Regions from separate parts of the Anas platyrhynchos genome. Here region 1 is linked to region 2. Evidence: chromatin contacts called from public Hi-C data. All regions are on one chromosome and are shown on one strand. Each heading gives the region's core, a stretch centred on a gene start, on an enhancer-like site or on the middle of the called end of the contact. The rest is flanking DNA. Distances are from core to core; before and after follow the strand shown. Region 1 overlaps ARHGAP22 (Rho GTPase activating protein 22). Region 2 overlaps ARHGAP22 (Rho GTPase activating protein 22).

The links. A called contact is a pair of places that touch in the nucleus more often than the background predicts.
Region 1: a Hi-C map of skeletal muscle shows a contact between it and region 2, with 1.5 times the contacts expected there. The contact joins two enhancer-like sites. A contact is called at or near these places in 2 of 8 Hi-C or Micro-C datasets (skeletal muscle and small yellow follicle).

What each region holds. Positions count from the first base shown.
Region 1 is chr6:22,329,061-22,332,909 of IASCAAS_PekinDuck_T2T, forward strand. The region is part of intron 3 of ARHGAP22 (Rho GTPase activating protein 22); the gene reads right to left. Among named protein-coding and RNA genes, the nearest start is that of WDFY4, 41 kb to the right of the region's middle. Within about 2 kb of position 1,386, at least 2 of the 8 cell types and tissues checked have an H3K27ac peak or open chromatin away from gene starts, as enhancers often do.
Region 2 is chr6:22,285,718-22,290,033 of IASCAAS_PekinDuck_T2T, forward strand. All of the region lies in intron 4 of ARHGAP22 (Rho GTPase activating protein 22), which reads right to left. Among named protein-coding and RNA genes, the nearest start is that of MAPK8, 82 kb to the left of the region's middle. Within about 2 kb of position 1,309, at least 8 of the 8 cell types and tissues checked have an H3K27ac peak or open chromatin away from gene starts, as enhancers often do.

The DNA.
Region 1 (3,849 bases), core at 136-2,635, 43 kb after region 2:
TGCATCTTCAGTCCTGCCACTCATGGCCCTGAGCCATAGCTGGCTATTTTTAGGAGCTCTAAACATGCTGCTGCAGCCAAAGTGTGAGAACACTTTCTGAAGTCTTCTTGTCTCCTTAGATCTTTTTTTGTCACTAGAATGACAATGAGTAGTACACTAGCTGAGAATGCTTCAGACTTCCTATTTTGATGCTGTAAAGCAGCTGACAGTATAAAACACACACCGTGCTGCACCACCAATCCACTACATGTGGTCACAGAACCATTATGGAAGCCACATCTGCTGTTCCTGAAACTGTCCACTGCACTGACATGAAAGGAGTGGGGAACGATGGCTCTGGATCAGAACATCAAACTTAAGCAACCAGGTAACTAACACACTGAGAAAGAGAGCTGGGGTTAAAATTGACATTGCCCAACTTTTCTGTCTCCAACCCTGTTGCTTAAATGAAAGCATTTTGAGTTACTGTTGTGCTGGAAACACTGCTTCCTTGTGGCTGCCTGCCCTGCCTTAGCCACTGCAAGACTCCTTTCAGTTGCCCATAACTTTGCCAAAAACCTACCTGTGTGCAGAGGGCTGCCTATGTCTCCCAGCTGGCTGGCTAGCCCTGGGCAGCAAGGACTGCCTCACCTGGGAAAGATCTAGGATCTGCCATTCCCACCCAGTCCTGATAGCTGCCCAAATTGTTCTGCCCTGGTGTGACGGAGTTAAGTGTGGAGAGCCTGGCTGGGTCAGACAGGTAGCAGAGATGGAGAGAGCAGACCACCTCTGCAACCCATCCTTTGGAGATGGCAACCAGAGCAGGAAATTGAGCCTTCTCACCTGCCACTCCTCTCAACCAGCTCTCAGGTCTCTCCTGCTGTCTTCTAAAGCACCAACAACTTTTTCCTCAGCATTTTTCTCTACAGCTATTCCCACAAGTGAATTCTCAAGGCCTGTGGCCAATTCGCAGTCTGGGAAGGCTGAGAGATCTGCTTAGTGTATGGCCCACTCCAGGGCCCCACTAAACCCGGCTGAAGGTGCCGGTTGGGCCTTCCCGACCTAGCATAATGCTGGCACAATAACTGGATTCCCCCATTTTGCCGTGATGACCCACGCACATAACACTACGTTTGTTGTATAGACCCTGCACTAACCCTGCTATAAAAGAGAATCTTTGGTTGGCAGTTCCTCTGAACACTGGGATCAAGCTTACATTCCCATTAAGTACAAAATCTCGAGCTAATTATAAAGCTTAACATCATCACCATCTGTATTTTTACAAGCAGGCACAAAAGGAAAGAGGAATAATCCATGCCATTACTGGCCTGAGACAGACCCTTGATCCAAGCAGAAATATAAATAGTAGGAAGAGGACTAATCACTACTCAACAGGAGATGGGAAACATTTCAGAGGCAGTGTTGGCTTACAAAGGGCAAAGCACTCCAGACAAAACAGACTGGTTTGCTACACGGAGACTGGAAAATAAGCAGAGGGGAAAAAAAACATAGCAGGAACAACATGCTTGGAGCTCACTTGAGTACCATATCCCACAGCTCCTAAATTCCTTATAGCAGTAACTCACATCGTCTGCAAAACAAACTGTCACGGGGCTCCAAACTACCAGAAAGGCTCATTGAAAAGGTTCACCTGGCCCAGAACACTGCGCTAGAGCAGCCCTGTGCAGAGCCAGCGGCAGAGCAAGAGGGGCTGACGGGCTGCCCAGCTCTGCACTCTGCTGGAACCCAGCTTCGTTCCCTTGCTGTAGCTCCCCACACGCGAAATGGAGAAGATGACAACTTCCTATTTCTGTCTTGCTTAATATGGCAGAGGTTCCACATCAATTAATGCTGGCTCTGTAAGCTACAGAATCACTTAAAAAGGCATGACTGAGCTAGATCAGGCATGGACACAATCACATTTCTGTCAAATGAGCGAGAGCAGAGTAGAGTTTACATCAGCTTTAAGCCAGCTGCAAGACACAAGATGCCGAATCCAATATAAATTTGGAATGATATAAGCAGGCCATATTGGTGTTAAAATAAGGCTTGCAGGTTTAAAACCTTCAGGGACAGAGGAGGACAAAGGGGGGTGTTTTGGTGGTGTTGTTAGTAGTTTTTTTGATAAGTTTGAACCATCAGAACAGCGCCTGTATCATATGGCTACATCCTTGATACTAGCAGCTCTAAAATTATATTAAATTCTTGAAACAGCCTCAGACTCTCAGCTCTTTTGTACACATTAAGTCTCTCTTCACAGTACATGCAGGAAGACGTTCTAGTACAGCTGTGCTTCTGGTGTCATACCTACATTTGTTTTTGCATTAAGGTCTACTCCATTTAGAATCATCCATCATTTCTCTCTCCCTAGAGAATACACCTTGTAATGTTTTATTTAGTGTTCAGGTAATATCTTTATAAAGATTGGTAAGTAGAAAAGCATTAAGAGCATGTGAAGATGGTCACAGTGCTGCAAGCTGCAGTGACAGAAGCAGAACAAAGAATGCTAGATTGGTTACAAAGACAGAAATAGCCACGGGAGATATGCACAGCCCATTAAAAACAACGTATTATGTGAAAACAATGCATACGTTATGGAAAAATGAATCCTGGCAACAATAAGAGATGACAGAGAATGGCTAATTAGGAAGGAATTTGTATGTGATAAAAGCAGTAAAGAAAGTACTATTTAGGCTGCAAAATAGTAGACCTCACAGCATCAACCCTCTCCCAACACGTTACACGTGAACCTGCATGCTGCCACACAGCTACATGCTGTATGCCCAGCTCAACACCTTCCCAGACTTATGGCCAGGACTCTTTCCTTGCCATTTGTGTCTGAAACAAATGATTTTTGTTATATTTCAAGACGACTGATTTCTATGAAAAACAGATGTCTGTTGAAGTTTGTTTTCAACAGAATTATCAGCTGACTAGGACTGGAGATCCATGACCCTCCCCCCTGCAGGGGGTATGGGCTGGACACAGAGCTACCAACAAAAGGAGAAGCTGTGATGTGCTGGGCAGAACAGGGACACAGCACTCCCCTGGCCTTAATCCTGTCCCCAAACTCAACACATCACCGTCATACAGGCAGCGATTCAATGCCCCACCACTCAACCTCATTGCCTCAGCCCTGTTTCCTTTTTTCCGACAAGGATTTCAAAAAAAAGCATATAAGGAAAAGAAGGCAGGCTCTTATAGTGTTCTGATCATTACTAAAAGGAATTGCATCTTGCCCAGCTACTGGAACCTTCCCCAGGGCTCAGTAGTGGTTTTCTTGGTGTTTTGCAAGAAGGAAAAAAAAAAAAAAAGACTGAAAATAGCAATAGCCAGTGCTCAGCAGATGTGAAGCTTAAAGAAGAGTCAAGCCTGGCTTGCTTTCACAACAGGAGCACAGATCATTTGAGTGGCGACACTGGTCACAACTCTACAGGTAACTGCGAGACCCATTCTGTGGTGAAAGTACGGGCTGAATCTTTGTTACATATGGGAAAATGTAACATCTCATCTTTAAGCTTAGAGCCTTCTAGCTTGGACACTATAAACGTTCTGATAATTGGCTAAGTGAATCTAATTTTTTCTTCAAAAGATAATCAATACGGCTTGGTCCCTTAAGAAAAAACCTGTTTCCATACTTGTTTTCCTTTTGACAGATTTCCTATAACAAGCTCCACATAATCTTTTGAATGCCACCTACAAAAAAAGCAATTTTACCATGAAAGCATTACTGGCTGTTCTGTTATTATACAGCATATATGCAGGCTAACATAAAGCAGCTGGGTAAGGCTACCTTTAGTTCCTGCAAGATTTCTCCCATCACGAGCAACTGGGGTTGCATTTTGGGCTTACACAAAATGCAGCACCACA
Region 2 (4,316 bases), core at 59-2,558:
AATAGCTCACCCACCAGCTCCAGGCATACAAAGCCTATACATTCAACTATGCTGTCTGGACATGCTGTGGGCAGGAAAATATATGCTCCCAGCTTCATTTTTCCTCATCAGAGCTCTGATTTCAACCAAAATAAACTAAAGACAGAGATAATAAAGTCAGCGCTTGAGTAGATTTTCTTTACAGAGAGGACTGAGGACACCATACGTGCTTAAAGAGGGAAAAGTCCAGACACACCTACATCAGCTGTATGTACAGGTTAGTACACACGTTAAAAGATGTGCAGGAAGATAATCAGCACACACCTGGATGCTGCTGTACAGCAGTATATACACCCGCGCGTGCATGCGGTGCCTCACAGACAGGCAGTTTATGGATGCAAAGGTTGTGTACGTGCTCACCTGCACAGGTAAGAGTCTGCTTTTACCTTCCCACATTCATGCTTAGGCTCCCATTTATCTGTCCCTCTCACACATGAAAGCACTGAGAAAAAAGTCATGGGCAGACATTCAGAAACGCATACGCTTTCATAGCACCAAGCACACACAAACTTGCAGCTCTCTCTTCCCCTTCCCTGGCCCACCCAAGCACACCCCATGAATGACTGCAGCAGCACAGAGAATCGAGGTCCTGGCTAGGAGCTGTGGAAGCCCCCAAATGCAGTCCCTGACAACCAAACAGCCCAGCCAGACAAAGCACGCAAAAATGGGGGAAAGAAAAGGAAGCGACAGATAATCAGGAATCAAACACAAATCTGAGTAACTAACTCACCCAAGGTCACACAAATGAGTCTGTGGCAGAACCCGGTGTCTTCTAACCCCATTCCCCACAAAGATCAGCCTCCACATACGGGGGCATGACTGCTCTCGTCCACCTATGTATTTATTTAAATATTCTGTGTAAAAACAAGCACAAACACACTTCCCCCGAAACATCTTCAATGATAGCTTGGCATTCAGTAGTATTTTTGGCCATAGGCTGGATCCTTCCCACTCCTTCCCCTTTATAAAGACAGCTGCTTTATTTAGATGTGTAGCCTCTGTCTGAGGCTAAGCTCAAATATCTGCTTTTCTTCTAGGAAAAGAAAACCATAACAAATCTAAACTCTGGAAAATCATCTCATACCTCTCGTTCTTGTGCAGCACTCTGCTACATGACAGGCGCTGAGCTTCAAGCAGAAACCAGGCAGTGTCAGACAGCAGGAGCGGCAGAGAAAGAAAGTCCTGACTTCAGGCATCAGACACATTCTGAGTCCCAGCACTGGCAGCTTTCCATTCACCCAGCGCTACAGAGCGGAGAGCAGCCGATCTGCCCTGGGAGATAATCTCAGCAGCACATCTGGTCTTAGCTCCACAACTCGTCATTAATTATGACTTGTGCAGAAAGCATTTGAAATATCCAATGAGATGCAGAGCTCCCCAGCTCCCTCCGCAAGGGGAAGGAGAGAGGAGAAAGACAGGCAGGTAGGGTCTTGCCCACCCTCGAAGCTGCCGCCAATATAAACAGCACCTAAGTATGGGTCACAAGTTTTAACAAAGGCATCCCCCATCGGCTCTGTAATATATTCATGCTCTAATTGCTTGTCAGATCTATTCTAGATAGCTGGAAAAGCTGAGCAACAGTTGCTGTCTGCATGCCACTCTCTGGATCCCTTCCTGACACAGGCAGCATTAGCTGTGCTGCAGGCAACCCAGTTCCCTGGTCTGGCCTTTGAGCTGCTTGCAAAGCACCAGAAGCAGTCTTGTAGTGGAGGGGCACAGCCCCCCCGCAGCCTCAGCAGGCTCTGAAGTTTTACATAGCTTAGGACGAGCCACAATCTTTGACCTAGTGCCGCTTTTTTTGTGCGTACAGCCTCTGCTTTAGCCCTTCACAGAGAAGTTGCCTCATGACAAACAGCTCAGCTGAGTAACTGGTAGGGGAAGGAACTTAAAGCTCTTTACATGTGAGCCACCCCCAGGACTTACCTGCAGGAAAATGCTCACCCCCTCAGGTCCTGCTCCAAGGTTAAGTGGCCTGCAGTTCAGAAAAATGCCTATCACACCGTGATAGTTGCAGTTACGCTGAGGTCAGCCCTCTATCCCATTTACAAAACACAATCCTGTGACTACAGGCACGCAGCAGTCACCGCCCAGAACCTTTGCACCTACCTTCTGGGAAGTTTCATGGAGTTTGGGTAGCTGCATCTCCCTCTGCAGAAAATAAATAGGTGTATACACACATGCATTGCTCTTTGCAGCTGCTCATGCACTTCTACTATTAAAATATCACATCTGTGGCTACTGTAGAGACCACACTCATCTGAACTTACTGGCTTACCACTTGCTTAACTACACTGTGACTGAGTTTAAACACACCACAGAGGGGATACTGAGCTGGTGGTCAAGCTCTGAGATTCCAGTCACTGGGACAGTGTTGTCTCACGACTTGGGAAACTTGCTATCAAACTCTCTCTCTAAATCCTCTACTGTGATCAAAAGCTCCTGAAAAAATGACTGTCTTACTTCAGGTAAAGGCAATACCAGGATCAAAAGCCTCAGTTCTCGAATAGCAAGGTAGCTTGGTATTCCTTAAGTATTCAAGGTATAACCTGAATAACAAGGTATTTCACAACTTGACACCAGAAACCCAGACAAAACACTAGACAATACCTATAACCCACTAAAGAACATCTGGTAAGCAATAGAGACCCTTAAATAAAAGGTAAAAATGAGATCCTGGGTATTCTTCACACTTTTATTGTCCTCTATTCCCCTGTGGTGAGCACAGCAGGCTGCAAGTTAGGGAGAACCTGCCTGCACTGCTAACCAGTGAGCAGGACCAATCCCCTGCTGAATGGCTGAGACACCATCAGGATTTTTGGCACTATTCCCTGGAATGATGCCTCAAAATGTGTCACATCTGCTAATACCATTATGGAGCCTGGGACTCAAAGTTTGGGATAGAAGCCTAGGAGATAGCAAATGCAGACTTTTATTCTTCCATTCACTTCTCCATTTCTGTTTTCCATCTCTTAAAACACAAGAACAAAGAGGGCATCCAATTAAATGGAAAGTCAGCTTGTTTAACATGGATGCTGTTGTACCTGAAGTGTAATTAACCTGTGAAATTCACAGCTTCTCTGCAGCCAAGGGCACAGCATGACTCAAAGCATGATTAGACATCAGCATGGCATATAAGAATACCCTGAGTTGCATGAGAGATGATAAAGATGATGTAAACTCTTCTCCAAAGAAAGAGCCTTGGTGAGGAAAAAAAGGCCGAAGGAACACATGCTTGCTCATGTGAGCATCACTACCAAAACAGGAAAGGGCAGCTGCTTTGGTATGGTTCCCTGCAGATGGTCACTTGGCAGATATAGGTGTCCTGTGAGAAGGATGTAACATGGCGCAATATAGCTACACACCACTGATATCACTTTATCTCCTGATATCAAACAATTCTCAATCCCTTACAAAGCCCTACTTAGACTACAGAATATGATAAGACTGGAATAAAAATCACTCTCTCTTTCTCTCTACATATAAACAGATACATATAAACACATATATAATTTATCTTCAGTGTTTTGAATTTCTAGTTGACTTGGATCCTGCTTACTCTGTTACATTTCCTAAAAATGAAATCCAAGATTCTCACATAATCACTTGATTGCAGGGGCTGCAGGCTGCAGAAATATACCTGACTCTGCGAGAACAACAATAAAATCTAGAGAAATGGCCACACTGCATATAAACTGCTAAACTGCTATCACAATTGCCACCTGGAGATCTCCGCATATATATGTGCTAAGAAGAAAAGGGGTTATGGGGACTGAACTCCTTTTCCCCTTGGTATGAGGCTGTTTAACTGTAGGGAAGGTTACTGCTGGCCTGCTCTTACTTTCCAGAAGAAGAATTTGGGTTTGTAAGACTGCTTAGCAAGTAAATGTCACACAAACTTCCTGCTTGGGAGCTGCAGACATTTTCTTCCCTGGTGTCGTTGTGTGGAGAAAGTGCTAGCAGTGCTCTCAGGAGCCAGCACCACCACAGTCATTCTGTTGCAAGTACAGGATCAGAGAGCAAGTATCCTGCCTCTGCATGTCACTACAAGCCTGGAGACTGGCTGGGAAGTTCACTACAGCTCAGACAACCTCTGAAATCTAGGCATATCTCAGGCTTGGCATCTAACTCAGGTCAAATTCAGTCTTGCATCTGGTTGCAACAGATGGGAATGGCGAACCTACATGAACTCAGAAAATATTTCTTCCCCCTTCGCTGGTTGTGAACAACCTTGCTGGCTTGTGCAGCTCTAGCAAGTGCCCATAGGCTGTGGGTATTTT